Regions from separate parts of the Ovis aries genome. Here region 1 is linked to region 2. The links are chromatin contacts, called in public Hi-C maps. All regions are on one chromosome and are shown on one strand. The core of a region is the stretch at or near the end of the contact, and the rest is flanking DNA. Distances in the headings are between cores, read along the strand shown. Region 1 overlaps PPP1R8 (protein phosphatase 1 regulatory subunit 8). Region 2 overlaps RPA2 (replication protein A2).

Evidence for each region. A called contact is a pair of places that touch in the nucleus more often than the background predicts.
Region 1: a Hi-C map of blood shows a contact between it and region 2, with 5 times the contacts expected there. The contact joins two enhancer-like sites. A contact is called at or near these places in 7 of 16 Hi-C or Micro-C datasets (blood, liver, omental adipose tissue and 1 more).

Annotation. Positions count from the first base shown.
Region 1 is chr2:239,257,732-239,262,303 of ARS-UI_Ramb_v3.0, reverse strand. It overlaps PPP1R8 (protein phosphatase 1 regulatory subunit 8), which reads left to right. Exons shown (of 7, transcript XM_004005074.5): 7 at 1-21. Among named protein-coding and RNA genes, the nearest start is that of PPP1R8, 20 kb to the left of the region's middle. Within about 2 kb of position 2,728, at least 19 of the 54 cell types and tissues checked have an H3K27ac peak or open chromatin away from gene starts, as enhancers often do.
Region 2 is chr2:239,202,058-239,206,409 of ARS-UI_Ramb_v3.0, reverse strand. RPA2 (replication protein A2) reads right to left here. Exons shown (of 9, transcript XM_012150913.4): 9 at 2,881-3,769. The coding sequence ends at 3,685. THEMIS2 (thymocyte selection associated family member 2) reads left to right here. Exons shown (of 5, transcript XM_027965429.3): 5 at 1-1,868. The coding sequence ends at 49. Among named protein-coding and RNA genes, the nearest start is that of THEMIS2, 16 kb to the left of the region's middle. Within about 2 kb of position 2,664, at least 4 of the 54 cell types and tissues checked have an H3K27ac peak or open chromatin away from gene starts, as enhancers often do.

The DNA.
Region 1 (4,572 bases), core at 1,479-3,978, 56 kb before region 2:
AATTAAATGTAACTTTTGTCATTTGGGTGCAGTTTGTGATTCAGTTGCCATCACCTACTTCCACTGCCACGAGGGAATATTTGTCAGAGGTACAGCTGTCAGGCTTGGGAGGTGACGCTGTGTTCCCATTTTATTACCACAAATAAAGATGCCCCCTGACGAACTGGAAATTCTAATTAGAGATTCCAGTCCCCTGATGAAGCCTCACTGAGCAAAGTGGGTTAAGACAGAGAGACGGGTGCCCTTGTCCCAGTGTAACCACCACTGTCTGGCTGCAGCTGCGTGCATTTGAGCTACAGCTCAGGAAGCACAGGAGTGAGAGCAAGCAAAGTTGAGGACATTTAGAGGGGATCTCAGCTGGAGTTTGAGCTGGGTGGATGTGTCTTGCATGCTAGGACACTGTGCAGGAAGCGCGCTTTGTGCATGGTGAGACAACGCACGTGACTGTGGCTAAAATGCCAACGAGGCTCCAAATCCCTTAGGTCGAGAGTGTGGACTCACAGCAGGAGCAGCCTGGTAAAAGGAACAGAGATCTATAAAATCACAGCTAGACAGAAGTTTAACTTCTCTGCTGGCTTCTGTAACGATGACTGTCCTCATCTTATGAGGACACCTTCCTGTCATCATAGCAAAGGTTACTATTAGTGCTGGTTCAAAATCATTCATTGAGTACCTGCCTACTGTCAAGCAACCATCTGCAGCATTTATTTAATTTTAATAGCCCTAAGGAATACTGTTTTTATCCCTATTTTACAGATGAAACAGGCTCAGAGATAAACTTCCTTATGATTTTCATGTAGTGAAGTCAGGATTGGAACTGGATTCTGACTCCAGAGCCTGAGCACAGGTTAACACGGCCTCCGGGATGAGGTAAGGGGAGGAGTGTACGAGCCGTAGTTGGCTTGCCATCGGGCTCTGTAGATTGGAGCTAGATGTTTGGAAATTGAAAGAAAAGTTTTTCCCAAACTGGACAACTTACTAGAAAGTATAATAAAGGATTTAGATGTATTTTAGGTAATAAAATCCTTCTGGTAAGAGATTATGCCATGTGTTATTTGGTTTCGGAATTTGAGTTGCAGAGTAAAACTTCAATTTGTGTCTCAAAGAAGGCTCACTAGGGAATATCCAAGCCTGCAAAGCTCGCTCTTTTCAAAGGTCCGTTTGACTTTGGTGGAAGCTGGAATGGCTGAATTTGGTGCTTACACAGCAAATAGAGGCATGGTATGGAAACCTGGCATCCCTGGCACCCAGATTTCTGATTTATTCCAACCCTGTTTTAGTGCCCCTCTAAGGGGAATACTGCAGAAAGGGGCTTAGCTGACTCTTGCCCCTAACACAGCTGTAGCCAATGACTGGGGAGGTAAACCCCTCCTGTTCACCAGGATTGGCAGATGGTCTCCATTGCTCCAGTGAGCGTAGCGCTGGGGAGGGATGCAGAGATGAGAAGCGACTGTTGGTTCCCCAGTGTCCTATGCCCCTAATGGGCCCTCTGCTGAGAAGGGAGGAGATGACTCCTGTTTACCTCCCCAGGATGGGAGAGGGTGGTGAACCCCATGGAGAAGGACCTTTTGGCAGAAAACAACAGGTTGATCACAGCTCAAGAGCAACTGTTTGGTAACTGCTTGCCTAAAATATGCTTGTCGTTATCAACTCAGAATTTTTAGAGTCAGAAGGGTTTGTGAGATCCTGGCTGGATCCCTCATTTTGCTTGTGAGCGAACGATGGCAGTGGGGACTTCAGCTAACATGGATTGAACACGTGTGAGTTGGGCGTACGGAAGGGCACTACCCCTGCCCGCTAGAGGCCTGCCTTCTAGAGGGAAACAGGCACACTTACGGTGCTGCTGCTCAGATGCTGAAGGCTTCAACTGAGGGATAGACGGGATGAGGACAGCAGAGATGAGCGAGACTGGGGTGTCAGGGAGGCCTCTAGGGAGATGACATTTGCGCTGAGCATTGATGATCAAGTCGGGATTTGCTGCATGGAGGAGTGTGAGCTGTAGTTCTCCAGGGAGAGGAACCAGTGAGAGACGCATGGAAGATGGATGAGGGGATGACTACTCGGCAGAAGGGAGGAATCAGAAGACAGAGGCCAGGTCCTATGCTGTGAGCTTTGCTGGGGAATTTGAAGGTATAAGGAAGCCAGTGAAGGACATATGTGTGAAGACATAAATATGGGGAAAATCTAGAGACATACACATCACACAGACACGTACCCTCCCCACCCAGGGTGGGGAGGTTTCAGGCAGGGCAGTGATTGATGGGATTCTGGTGTCAGAAAATAACAGATGAATGAGGCAGTTCCTGCCCTCGGGTGAGTCTCAAAGCAGGGGAGACAGGTGTTTCGGTTCTCTCCACACGGTTTAGCCAATCTAGAGGTTAAGTCCAAATGTTGAGAGAATGGGGGAAAGTTCCCCAGGAGTTCTCTCTGTGAGAGTGAAGGGGCGCTAAGAGGTGAGTGTCGTGGAAAGCCCCGGACCTCTGACATTTCCAGATGGAGGTGGGGGCACTCCAGGCAGGGGCAGCTGCAGGAATAAAGGGGGTCAGGGTGTATTAAAGCCCCTGCCCCGTGATTGTGGAGGTGGTAAGAAGGCCTGAGTGCTCACCTACCGAATTTGCATGGTATCTGCTGCCATGGAATGAGATTGCTGGAAGAACTGGATGTGCATGTAGTCTACCTCTGGACGGGGGCAGAGGAGCAGTTCCAGAGTCAGCCAGCAGGCGGGGCCCTGCTCCCATTCTCGGAGCTGCTGTAGGAACTGGTGTGAAGATGTAGGATGGTCCCCCGGGGCGGGAGATGAGAGGGGAGAAGGAAAACAAATCTGGCTCCTTGTCAGGCACCCCGATGGTACTTTTATGTGTTTTATAACCCCTAAATTCTCCCAGAAGACCCAAGAGGAGGTTGGTGGTGTTCTCCCCTTTATAGCTGGGAACTTGAGGCTCACAGAGAGTGCTCAGCTTGACAAGTGAATTTCTCAGCAATTCAAACCTGGCCCTGATGCTTAGGGCTGTGAACAGCACAAGGTAGCTTCTGACTCAGGTTGCGGGCCCTGCCTGTGCCTGGGGTCTGTGGGAGACGGTTGAATTTTGATCCCTTTCTGGTTTTTCTCTTTCTCAGTTTCCTACCCTTCTGTCTCCATCTCTGGTCCCTTTTGGGGTCTGTGGAGCTTCAAGTGCAGTCTCTACACCTGGGCCAGGCAGGGTGTCTAAAGGGGCCCCTGCAGACACTATTACTACACTCGTGACCTGGGGGCAAGGTTACTGACAGGAAGTGCAGCTGAGATGTGGAGGGAGGCTTTCCACAGAGAGCCTCTGCTGAAGTCTCCCAGCCAGCCGGCCTGCCTCAGCCCTGCAGCCCGCCCCTCTCCTCATTACCATGGTCTTCCTCCACAGCCAGGCCACCACCTGCACCTGGAGCCTGTCTTCCCTCCCCTCCGGTTATGCCCTCTCCAGCTGACACCGGCAAGACGGTTTCTCCTCCAGACTTTCCCCAGCAGCGTTCAAATGCACCGTCACTGCTTTCAAAGAGAAACAAAGCGAAAAACCTTCTTGATTCCACTTTCTCACCAGCGACTTCCTGTTTCTCTGCTCCACTTTTCAGTACAACTTCTGGAAAGAATTGTCTCGTCTTGTGTCTTCACCCTCCCACTCGCACGCAAATCCACTTCAGTCAGGCTTTTGTCCTAACATTCTTATCAAAACCATGCCTGCTGATGACTCCAGTCCTGGTGTTCACTGCTCTGCTCAGAGCATTCCCGAGGCCCCTTATTTCCTGCAGTGTTAAGAGCCACTGTGTACATTGCTCTGCAGCCCCTCCCATTGCCTCTCTGTCCCGCTGCCTCTCTCCCCCTTGCTCCCTTGGCCACAGCCACCCCAGGGACTGGCTGGCCCTTAAAGGCACACTCCCATCCTGCCCTTGTGGCTGGAACGCTTCCCCCAGATGGCTCCCTCCCTCATTGCCTTCAAGTTGAACAAGAGGACAGCAGGCCCTGGCCTCCAGTGGCTGGCCTGGCTCCCACAGCTGGGCCTTGATATTTTCCTCCTGCACATAAAGTTTCACAGAACATCAGTGTCCAGACAAGACCGCTCTGTGACCATGATGAGTCAAGACAATCATGTCTGAACATAGAAAAAATGTGAACGTTATCCAAACTACAAAAAGGAATAATTACCTTAAATGTCAATGGACTGAATGCTCCAGTCAAAGAACAGAGTGGCAGACAGGATGAAAAAACAAGAGCCTAGGAATATGCTACCTACAGGAGACCCACCTTAGGGCAAAGGACCCACACAGATCAAAACTGAGGGGATGGAAAAGGATATTTCATGCAAACAAATGAAAGCTGAAGTTGCAATACTCAAGTCAGAGAAAACAGACTTTGAAGCAAAGGCTGTTAAGGAAAGATAAGGACGGACGGTGTATAATGGTAAAAGGATCAATACGAGAAAAGGATTTTATACTCATCAACATGCAGGCACCTAATACGGAAGCACCCAAATATCTAAAACAAATACTAAGACATAAAGGTTGAAACTGATGGGAAAACAGTGAGAGTAGGATACTTCACACCTC
Region 2 (4,352 bases), core at 1,415-3,914:
TGAACACGATTACGAAGAAATACTTGAGCAGTTTTCGAAAACCCTCTAGGCGCTGGAGGAAGCTTACGTCCTAACTGCTGCTTCTCAGGGAATCTGAGATACCAGCTGACAGTTACAGGCTTTTAGAGGACCTTGGACAAGACCTCTCAGAAATCAGACTGTGGACAAGGAATGGCCGTCTGGGGACTGACCGGAAACCTGCACCAGCTCCCCTCAGTTCCAGGTTCCTGCCACCCAGAGCTGGCTTCTCTGGGCCCAGCATCTTGCATTCGGCTCTCTCAGCCTCAGAGCTTTGGTATCAAGTAGCCGACGGAGTTCTACTCAATCCTGCATCCGCAATACCAGCCGCCCCACTAGTTAGTGCAGGAATGAATCCAAGAGACTGCCCACCTTGATGCTGGCAGCACAGTGCCTCCTGCCTCTGGGGACTCAATCCTGACCACACGCTGCAGTGGGAGTTTTTTTAAAACATGTACCACCCCTGATCCACTCTCGTCTCCCCCTCCCCATCCCCGGCTCTGAGCCTCTGAGGGACCAGGACTGTCTTCCTCATCTCTACAGCACCCAGCACACGAACAGGTAGAGGTGACTATCCAATATTATTTTATAAAACCAGAAAATAAAAATTACATCTGAGCTTCTAGAAGAATGATAATCATGATCACTTATTAAGTTGCATCTGTGTGCCAGACTCTTTACAAGCCGTATCTAAACTCTCAACTCTCTGAGGTAGACAATGGCAGGATTGTCAGCAGAGGACAGGATAGACAAATAGATGGTAGGAGTCTCCAGCTGAGGTGGGAGCTGAATCAAGGGTCCAGTTTCCACTCCTGGATTCTAGGTATTACACCTGAGTGTCCTTCCTTTGCCTGCTACCATCCCTCCAGTGCTCTGGACCCATGCCACACCCCAGCACGGAGCTCTCCAGGTGACCACTGCATGGTGACTATCGCTGCTGGGCCAGTCTCCATCCAGTACCTGGCATTCATCCTTGTCTTCATGCCAGTTCCCATGCCCTCCTCCGCAGACACGGTCTCTACTACACAGCGGACCCCGAGGAAGAGAGCACTCTGGGAAAAGCAGTAAGCAAAAAATAGTTGCTCCTGGGTACAGAACCCCTAGGCGTCAGGACCACATGCAAAATGGCAACAGTTTTCACCTTCATGTCCGCACTGGATTTTGGCACCAAACTGAGTAAGGTCACAAAAGGGAGGCAGAGGAGAGGACCACCAGTTTCCACAAAAGGGGATTTCTGAGTGCAAATGCTACCACGAGGAGAAAGGCAGTGATTTCCCAGCAGGAAAAGCTGGGCTTACAAGGAAAACATGCTTGAAAACCACACTGAATGTCTTACCAGAGCAACGGGGGCAGGCAGGGAACAGACCAAAGGCAGACACCACCCTCAGGGTGCTTGCGTCTTCCCTCCATGATAAACGACGGGGCAGGGGGAGGGTATTATAATGAGGTTAGAGTCCCCCCACCCCCCAGCTGATCTCCAAAGTGAGCGCACATGATGACTGACTGGGAAACAAGAGAATTACAGCTGACCCTGGAACAAGGGGGTTAGTGTGCTCACCACCCCCAGTCAAAAAATCCTCAGATAACTTTACAGCTGGCCCTCTGTACATGCAGATTCAACCAACTGTGGATTGTGTAGTATGTACTTACTGAAAAAAATCTGAGTATAAGTGGATCCACACAGTTCAAACTGTGATGTTCTGTATTAGTAACCCTTCATATTTATTTTTAATATCCTTTTTCATTTTAAATTTTTGAATGTTTTATAATATACATAACAAACTAACATAGTAACAGATATAAATAACTGTTAAATAAAGGAATGTAACTTGGAGGTGCATGCTCAAAAATGTATCAAGAGTTTTTAATTTCTCAACATTTCCCACCTGTACACCTAGAAAGACCTTCCTGAGAGGAGGCTGGACTCCTGGCTTGGCCGTGACATTGGGTATTTCTGAGAGCTTGGTCACAGTGCTGTTCTGCTGTCTCAACAGTGTGCCAAGAGAACACTGCATACCCGACAGCCCAGGTGACCACAAACATCCAAAAGTGTACGTTTCCCCGGCCTGAGCAGGCAGAAGCTCCTCAGAGGCTGGGGTTTCATTCTGCTGAGGAGTGGCCTCCTCTGCTCAGTCCCAAGGGCCTCTGCAGTGCTCGGGAACCACAGAACTCCTGTAAGATCACGTCAATGCCAAGATGGCAGGGAACTCTATCACTGGGCAGCTACTCTGTTGTTGGGAATGTGGAGTCGGCAACTCCTGGGACACCAGTCTCTTGCTTTATACCCCTGAAGTTGGCAAATGGGCCGACACAGTAGGTATTGAATAAACACTCGCTGGGTTAATGGGCAAGCAGTTTTTGATTGCTAAGTCAAATTCAAAATCAAAAGAAGAAAAAAAAACCTGAACCGCTGCTCTTGTCCCCTTGCCCATTTGAGGACGTCAGCATGGTAACTAGAAAGAGAAGTCTACCACCCATGAAAGTATTCTATCATGCATTCCATATTCAAATGAATACATTTTTTTAAACCTGTTTTTAGCCACTGTTCTTTTAGGAAACAAGAATGGACACACTTGCAAATAAGCACACTGGCTGACTGGCTTGTAAGCATCTGCACAGCTCCCCAGGTGGGAAGTATCCTGCGAGGACAGAGAGCAACCACATTGTTGTTCGCTGTCAGAAACCACAGCGGGGTGGGGCCTTCTCCACACAGCTGCTGGTAGGTCTCATTTAGAAACACACTTAAAGCAGCTACAGAACTTCTATTTGCATGTTACACCTCATTAACTTATCTAAGAATTAAGTTGAGATGATAAAGTATTAATTATTGCAGCATAAAGAAATAACATTTTTACAAGTTACTTCAATAATAGAACTATTTTATTAAACATATGAACGTACTTATTTTGTACAACACCCATTTCTTTCTTTCCTCTGCCCCAGGAAGCCAGCACTCTAGAACCCCATGTTTATAAAAACACACTTTTGGCAGCTATTATGGCAAGGTAAAAAAAGTGTGATTCTGAAAGTAACACCACATAACCAACGTGGGGAACAAAAAAAGGCAGAGGTGAGTGGGCCCAGTGCTGCTCATCTTCTCTTAAGAGGAAACAATTTAAGAATAGAAACTCTTGAGCATTATTTAAGCAGTACTGCCCAACTCTCTTGGTAGCATCTCTCTTTCAATTCCATTTATCTTGATGTTGTAACTAACTAATCTGTTACTTCTTTAAGAAATTCTGCTCCTTTTATATCTTTTTCAGTGGCCCATATCCCTTTGAGCTTCAAAAACACAGAAGTCGCTCAGTCGTGTCCGACTCTTTGCAACCCCATGGATTGTGGCCCACCAGGCTCCTCGGTCCATGGTATTTTCCAGGCATGAATACTGGAGTGGGTTACCGTTTCCTTCTCCAGGGGATCTTCCTGACCCAGGGATCAAACCTGGGTCTCCCACATTGTAGGCAGATGCTTTACCATCTGAGGCACCAGGGAAGTCCATCAAAAACACAGAAGAGTAGTAAGTTTCAAAAGGATGTCAGTTGAGATCTTTTATAGATGAAATCTACTTCCTAGAAGTCAACTCGCCAATTATATGCACAGCTGGAGACAAGAGGCTGCAAAAAAAGGTCCAACTGGAAAATATCTTGGGTACCCAATTATATCCAGTTATTCTGCGTCTGTGGATTTAAAATGATCATCATCCACGGTGGAATAGATGTGTCCCTCGTTGCTTAGAAAATCCACAGCTAGCCTAGAAAGAAAAAACACACCCAAATGCAGAAGACAGGAAGCTGCCTTTTAGATACGGCTGAAAATGTAAACTTCCCTCATTTCCCAACTTTCTATCTTCTTGTTGTTTTAGTCACTAGGTCGTGTCTGACTCTTTTGTGACCCTATGGACTGTAGCCCACCAGGCTCCTCTGTTCATGGGATTTCCCAGGCAAGAATACCGGAGTGGGTTGCCATGCCCTTCTCCAGGGGACGTTCCTGATCCAGGGATCAAACGTATGTCTCCTGCTTTGGCAGGCGGATTCTTTACCACTGAGTCACCAATTCATAGCCATTTTGCTCATAGAAGGCTCTTGCAGGGAGAAACATCAGTTAAATTGCAAACTGAGTTAATCCATGGAGACAATGGTTTTAGGGCTGCCCTGGATCCCTCTCCCAGATTGTATAAAGCAAAGAAAGTAGGACCTCACTTAAATACCAGTCTAAACAAGCATCTGAAACTAGGATCTAAAGCTGTCATTTAGCTTGCACTTAATGTTTCCTAGTAGAAATAGCTATTAAAAAAAAAAAGCTCCTCATCCATCCATGGGCCCTCCAATTTCCCT